Linked DNA regions of Gossypium hirsutum: region 1 is linked to region 2. Evidence: chromatin contacts called from public Hi-C data. All regions are on one chromosome and are shown on one strand. The core of a region is the stretch at or near the end of the contact, and the rest is flanking DNA. Distances in the headings are between cores, read along the strand shown. Region 1 holds the start of LOC107910707 (synaptotagmin-2). Region 2 has its middle 27 kb from the start of LOC107910710.

Region 1 (3,928 bases), core at 43-2,542, 260 kb before region 2:
TGCATTAGACTTGAGGGCTTTTATGTCCACCATACAATTATTTTGTTATTCTTTGATATAATAATATAAAATTCTACCACAACACATTTGATACCAGTTACAAAAAATCTGGTCCCAATTAATTGCCAACTATCTCCCTCCATACTTTGATTTTATTAATTGTTCAACTCAAACATCAAAAACTGTTTGTGATTCCAAATTAAATACTCCAACATCCTTTTCTTTTTCTTTTAGTTTAGATTTTCATATTTAAGATTTATATTTTTGTTTTAAAATGAAATTTTAATTAATTTTCAGAATTATACTAATCACAATTTAGTCAAGTTATAGGTAAAAAAAATCATGATTATCAAAATCGGATTAGTTTAAATAGAAATTTTCTTTTTTGAAAGGTAAATTTATTGATTCATTCAATAAATGGAATATACAATTTAGAGAAAAAATAACAAACATTCGTTGTAAATAATGAATGACAAATTTCATCAACATAACAAATACTTTAACCTTAATATCTATAGAATATTAAGACATGTTAATATTATTGAACCAAATCAAAAAAATTATTGAAGAATCGTTTTTACCATTTTTAGTAATATTTTTACTTTTTATAATATATTTAATTAAAATCCGTCTTGTCAAATGTGATATTTTAAAAACCAAAAAGGAAAATGATTATGACACTACTTTTTGTGTCGGGAAAGTGAAACACACTAGTTTTCACTAACCTTTGGGTTCCACCTGATTTAGCCTAATTTTAAGATGATATTACTAACGGTTTTTTAATTTGTTAATAGATTACATAATTTTAGTAATATATTAATTTGATTTTTACTTACGCTTCGTGTTTGGGTAAATTATTTATTTTCAATTTTTTATAATTATATATTTGAAATTTAATATTTACACTTTTATTTTTAAAATTTAATGTTTCTATTTTTTGAATTTAAAAATTTAGGTCAATTTATTAATATTGTTATAATTTTTTGTTAAATTTTCGCGTTATTTTGAAATTAAAAAAAATATTCACTCAAAATTCATATAACAAAAAAATAACACTATAATAAATTTAAATTTAATAGAGAAGTTAACGACATTAATAATTCTTAAAAATTGACATCAATATTTTAATCATAATAAAATATTTAGATTAACTAATCGAGATGCTAAATTATGTCTAAATTAAAATATAGAGATTCAGTTTTCAATTTGAGTGAAATATAAAAATAAAAAATAAAATCTAACAATTGTTATATAATTTTTAAAAAGTGAAGGAATTGACCATAATCTGTTCATGTAAGAGGAAAGTGAGAAAAGTACAGCTAATGCCTTTCTTTAGTTATATAGATATTGTTTAAGGTAGTAAGTTCAAAAAAAAAAACAACTAATCCGTAACCAACCAATTGAGCGTTACCGACAGAGGATATCACGCGCATAAAAATTTCATAGCAAAAGCCTCTGGTAGGTAAAGGACTGACCACTAGTTGTAAATGCTCCTTTAATGCTTCCACTCTTCCTGATAAGATTTTTTAACTCTAATATCTCTTACCATTTCTTTTCTTTTTGCTTCCAATTTTACTTCCCACAAGAATCTTTCTCAGATTCCATTTCTGGTTTTTCTTTTGGTATTAGTTTCACTTCAACAGAAGAGAGCAAAAGCTTTTTATGCCTCTTTGATTAAACTACTTGAGCTATCCTTGGAAAAAAAAAACAGAAGGGAAAAATGGGTGTTTTGAGCTCTGTAATGGGTGTTTTTGGATTCGGAATTGGAACTTCGGTTGGGATCGTCATTGGGTATTACATGTTCATCTACTTCCTTCCCACTGATGTTAAGGTTTGTTTCTTTCTCGGTTGAATTTCCTTTTGCTTTTCTTAGTTTTTGTCAGAGTCTCTTTTTTGTCCTAGGTGCCTGTTCTTGTTCTTCCATAAGCGGCTTGAAATTTTGTTGTTAAAGCAATGGACAAGTGCTAAAAAAATGATAACTTTATTCTAAGCTGATCGAATGATTCTTTTTAACTCATAGAATTTAATGGTTAATTCAAGTTGTTCTTTTTTGAGTTTATGAATTCTGTCTTCCTGTTTCACCGTGCAAAGATTTGTAATTTGTAGTGTTCTCGCTTTGAGAGATGTATATCCATGATTTTCAGTCGAAAAGAACATGATTTTGAAATGATCAGGCATTAGCTTAGGCTTTTCTAGGGAAAATTGAAGTTTTAGGATTCACAATCTTTTCTCTGCAGGTATTAGCATTCTAAAACATGAATAAATAAATAAAAATAGAGGTATTCTTTTGTTTATTGCTTTTTTTTTTCTGGGATTTTGCTTTTTGTACTTGATCACCATTGACCAACCGGTTTGGCCTGTGTCGATGTCTGTTGGTGCCACTTATAAGAAGCTGTAGTTATCATATGAAGCTATCATATAGGAAAACAACGAATAAATCAGCCTTTTGAACCATTGATAAGATGGTCACATTGTATATTTTGGTTGTTCAGGATCCTAAAATCCGTCCTTTGGTTGAGGAAGACTCTAAAACTTTGCAGCAGTTGCTTCCAGAGATCCCTTTGTGGGTCAAAAATCCAGATTTCGACCGTGTATGTTCTCCTATGCTATGTCCTTTCATTTCTGTATTTAGGTCTTTAAGTGCTTCGTATTAAGGTATGCGTCAAGGTTATCATTGTCTATTTCTCTGCAGGTTGACTGGCTTAACAAATTTATCGAGACCATGTGGCCTTATCTAGATACGGTATGTATAACTGCAATGACCTTTCACATATATGGCCTCTCTTATATTATTGAATTCCTTATCAAGTATCGACACTTCGTTTTTCAAGGCGATTTGCACAACTGCTAAGAATATAGCAAAGCCCATTATTGATGAGCAAATTCCAAAATACAAAATTCAATCAGTTGAATTTGAAACACTTACTTTGGGTACCCTGCCACCAACTTTTCAAGGTTGACTTCTCTTTCCCATTACATTCTACACATACATAATCTCAACTGCATATGACATATAAGATGCATATGGTGGTTATGAATTTTTTAGCTTTTTTACACAAATTTTTTCAGAGTAATACTCATTGTTGATCTTATTTTATGCCAGGAATGAAAGTCTATGTCACTGATGAGAAGGAAATTATTATGGAACCATCACTTAAGTGGGCAGGGAATCCTAACATCATTATCGCAGTTAAAGCTTTTGGATTAAAAGCCACTGTTCAGGTATTTGCTAGTGTACTGGTGGATTAAAAGAAAGAAATTTGCATGTGAAAACATGAGAGAAATTTGTACACATTCTGTCCGTCTCTCTCATGAACTATGTGCACCCTTGTGTGGACAAAATTGTTCCACAAGATCTAGTAGGAAAAATTCATGGTGCTTCCACTGAGGAGCATTGACTTTCTTTTTTGATTCTTTCAGGTTGTCGATTTGCAAGTTTTTGCTGTTCCTCGAATTACTCTGAAGCCTTTGCTCAGTGTCTTTCCTTGTTTTGCCAACATATATGTCTCCCTAATGGACAAGGTGGGAAACATGGTTTTTACTCAGTAATAAGTTTGTGCTTCATTACAAGTTTTGATGAACCATGTTTTGTATTTTATGCATAATATTTCTCTAAGCATCATTTTCAATTGGACGGTCTTGTATTTTGTTTATCATATCAGTTTATTATGATTTGATGTTATTAACTTTTATTTTTCTGACTGCACAAAGCTTCATCATGATTCAGTTTCAGCATAATATGTTAAGGAGAAAACATATTACATGCTGGTCTTAGTGATAGTATCTATCTATAGAGATCTTAGTTTCTAGCCTCAATCTTTCTGTTCTCTTTTTCTAATCTTCCATTTTAATCTGCAGCCACATGTTGACTTTGGGCTTAAGTTACTCGGGGCAGATGTTATGGCCATTCCTGGATTATACAGGTTTG
Region 2 (3,904 bases), core at 844-3,343:
TAAATTATTCAAATGATCTCCATTTCCATAAAAAAAGTGTGGAAAATTTTATTATTGTATAAACAAAAATTTAAAGATAATATATATGTATTTGTTGAATTAAGAACATTACAATACTAAATTACAAAAGAAAAGACTCAGGAATATCAATTAATTGTAGATCCTCTTTTTTTGCAAAGGCTAGTTTGGCTAGAAAATCCTCGTTTTGATTATGCTCCTTAGGAATTGGCGTATTATTCATTAACCTTCTTGAGACATTATACGGTGTATTATTCTAATCAGAGCAAAATCTAAAATCTTTGAGGCACTCTCATGAATGGCTTTAATAACCTCCAAATTGTTCGATTGGATTATCACCTTGTCATGACCTCTTTGTTGGATGAGTTTTAGACCATCTAATATGCCCCAAAGTTTGGCATAAAAAACTGAGCATTTTCCTAGGAATCGATTATAACCAAAGACCCAATCTCCATTTTCATCACATATAACTCCCTCAACAGTTGCATTTCCTGATTCTATTTGAACAACATCATCAGTATTGAGAAAAGTCCAACCCCATGACAATTGTTCCCCAAAAGATAATTCAGAGTCCTCAATCAACTCATTTCTAAAGACTGAAGAGAATTGTTTGGCCCAACTAATCGATACTTTGATTATCTCACTTGAGCTTCACGCTTTCCCTTGAAAGATGAATAGGTTACGCTTTTTCCATAAGCGCCGAAAAGGCACGCCCAACTAGCTCCACCCTCTATGAAGCTTCGAAGTGTCCTACAAGTTAAGAGAAATCCAATCGTACAAATTACTAGAGAAAAAATGTTAACTGTTGATTACTCGGTACAACCTGTTTCCAGACTTCCTTGGCTTCTATACAATCTCTAGTGATATGCAATATATCCTTTGAAGCATGACCACAAATAGGGCAAGAAGGATCCACCGCTAAACCCTGCCTAACTCTTTCCACATTCGTGAGAAATCTCCACTTAAAAACAGTTTAGAAAAAGAAGCGAACTCTCTGTGGTCCCAGAAGTTTCCACACCTTCTTCCGTATATCGTCTCTAGAATTCCATGAGTCTTCCTTCAACATCTTATAAGCTCTTTTAATGGAGAATGCACCTGTTGAAGTGTGACGCCAAGAGAGTCTATCAGGCCCCTTAAAAGGGTGTGGAGGGGGAATTCCCATAATATGACGAATAACCTCTAGTAGCCAAACTTGCAAAAGACCAAGGTTCCATGTGCCCATCTCTGTAATCAAATCACTAAGCAAACAGTCAGAACCAATATTAGCATTAGCAGGAATATAATTAATCAAAGGTCCTATATTTAGTATCCAAGAGTCCTTCCAACAATGGATTTTATTCCCATTACCAACAGACCAAATAAGGTTTTCACGTAAAAGAGTCCAAACTTTTGAGAGCGACTTCCAAAAAAAAAAAGCTCATATCATGCGTAATGCTATTTGGAATAGCTCCATCCAACCCATATTTTGATATTAGAACGCATATCCATAAGGCTTCATCATCAGCAACCACTTTATAGCCAAGCTTCAATAGAAAAGAAATATTTTGATCACGTAATTTTCTCATACCAAGACCTCCACACCGCCTGAGTTGACATATAGAATCCCATCATGCTAAGGACATCTTTTTGTTAACGGACGCTCCCCAAATAACTTCTTGTGCAATGACGATATTATCGGTAATATTACCTTTTTCCAAATCGATTTTGATTGCCATCCACTTCTTTTAGCTATTACCTTTCATGGAATGAATAACTTCTTGTACAATGACGATATTATCGGTAATATTTCTGCATGCAATAAATCCTACTTGCTCTTGTGCAATAATTTTTGGAAAGATGAGCTTAAAGCGATTAACTATTACCTTCATCACCAATTTGTAAAGAATTGAGCAAACTTGTGGGCCAAAATTGAGTAAACTCCTCTGGATTCTGGACCTTAGGAATGAGAACAGTCAGAGTGTTATTAAGCTCAACATCAATAACACCTCCATTGAAAACCCTTTTAATCCATTCACAAACAGCCCAACTGTACCCCACTGCTTCTGAAAGAAAAGTACATGGAAGCCATCACTACCTGGAGCTTTGAGCGGTGCTATGTCAAGCAGTGTTGTCTTAATTTCATCATCTGTGACCAATTTTCCCATAAAATTGATATCACAAGGATCTAGCTGAGGGAACCTACTCGGAGGCAATTTCTCCATGGGCCCAGGATTCTCCCCATATAATTTTGGGTAAAAATCCGCCGCCTCCTACTCAATGGCCTCCAGGTCGAAAATCCACTCACTAGAGGAATTACAAATAGCAGTAGTACGATTATTTTTCCTCCGTTGTAAGGTACGAGCGTGAAAAAACTTAGTGTTGCGGTCTCCCAAGTTTAACCAATCACATCTTGCCTTTTTTTTCCAAAGGATTTTTTCAAGATGCAGCACATTCTCCAATTCATGTTTAACCCCCCTCTCTGATTGAGCTAACCTATTTGAACCAGAAAATTACATACGTCACTGAAAATCTGTTAATTGGTGAAACAAGTTCCTCTTACTGGTGGCTTTATGCCCATAAACGGATTATTCCACTCCTTTAAGCTCTCGGTAAATTTTGCTAAATCTTCTAACATAGTCCCACCAAAACTCCATTTATCATTCACAAAATCCCCAAACTCAAGGTGCTCAACCCAACCTATCAAAAATCAAAAGGGCCTACCTCTAGGCAAAGAAATCTCCGAGTTAAGGCTAAGAAGGAAAGGTCTGTGGTCTGACTTAACCTTGGGAAGATTAGTAATCAAGCTATTCGGGAAACTTTTGATCCATTCCTCATTCCCAAGTGCATTATCTAGTCTCTCAAAGAGCCTACCTCCGTGCCAAGTAAAGGGGGAACCCTAAAACCCAAATCATGAAGCTTGGTTGTACCAACAAAAGCACCAAATTGAGAGCATCTCCTACCAGGCAAAAGACCACCCTCTTTCTCATTATGTGATAAGATTGCAATGAAATCCCCGATAGCCACCCAAGGAAATTTTCCCACAGGAATAACTAAACTAACATCTTTCCATAGATCCTCACGCTTTTGTAGATTTGGGCTCCTATGCACAAAAGAGATAAAAAACGGCATCGAAGAAGAAACAAACCAAACTCGTGAAAGAATAAATTGTAGATGATTATGAACCACCTCAACGTGAACTGAATTTTTTCAACAATCCATATACCCCCATAGTAGCCAATTGCTTCTACGTGATGAAAGTACTGGAAACCCAACTGTGCAATAATTTTGTCTGCTTTGGTGCCACTAACTTTGGGTTCAAGCAAACTAATGATATCTTACTTGTATTCCATATTATATTCTCGAAAAACACAAAGAAATCTGGCACTAGCACAACCCTGACAATTCCAAGAAAAAATTGAAAATTCATGAAAAATAAAAATAAAAGTAGGGTCATACCATTACTGTCAATAATCATCAGCACCATCTAAATTGGAAGCTGCCTCATTTTGCACCCCATTTCCAGTCTCATTCACCATTGGGGACAAAATAAGATTAACCACCGCCTCCATAGATTCACCTAGAGGAATACGAGAATTTCCAATAGATTTGAAACGACTTCTACGTCCCCTTAAAGAATTGTTTAATTTTTAGCCTCCCCAACCAAAACCAACCTTGCTACTATTTTTTCTTTCTATATTCCTTAAGCTACCCGCTTCCAAGGCCTCAAATTTTCGTCCCACAGCATGTTCACGAGACTTTGAGTGCAAATTTTCTTTGAAAATTACAGCAGAGTGTTTATCAGGATCTAAAATGCCATCGATAAGTTGAACTCCAACCCCCCACAGTACCTTCGAAAGTTGGATTAAAATGCACTTTAATTCCATCAAATTCCATGGCCTGAATATTT

Evidence for each region. A called contact is a pair of places that touch in the nucleus more often than the background predicts.
Region 1: a contact with region 2 is called in a Hi-C map of hypocotyl, with 3 times the contacts expected there. The contact joins the promoter of LOC107910707 here to the enhancer-like site in region 2. A contact is called at or near these places in 10 of 34 Hi-C or Micro-C datasets (callus, hypocotyl, leaf and 2 more).

The regions. Positions count from the first base shown.
Region 1 is chrD02:23,084,597-23,088,524 of Gossypium_hirsutum_v2.1, reverse strand. LOC107910707 (synaptotagmin-2) reads left to right here and starts at 1,292. Exons shown (of 12, transcript XM_016838667.2): 1 at 1,292-1,831; 2 at 2,493-2,591; 3 at 2,693-2,743; 4 at 2,832-2,955; 5 at 3,104-3,222; 6 at 3,421-3,522; 7 at 3,859-3,928. The coding sequence starts at 1,721.
Region 2 is chrD02:22,824,125-22,828,028 of Gossypium_hirsutum_v2.1, reverse strand. No RefSeq gene overlaps it. Among protein-coding and RNA genes, the nearest start is that of LOC107910710, 27 kb to the right of the region's middle. Within about 2 kb of position 2,093, at least 6 of the 9 cell types and tissues checked have an H3K27ac peak or open chromatin away from gene starts, as enhancers often do. A contact at or near this core is called in hypocotyl, where this site is marked.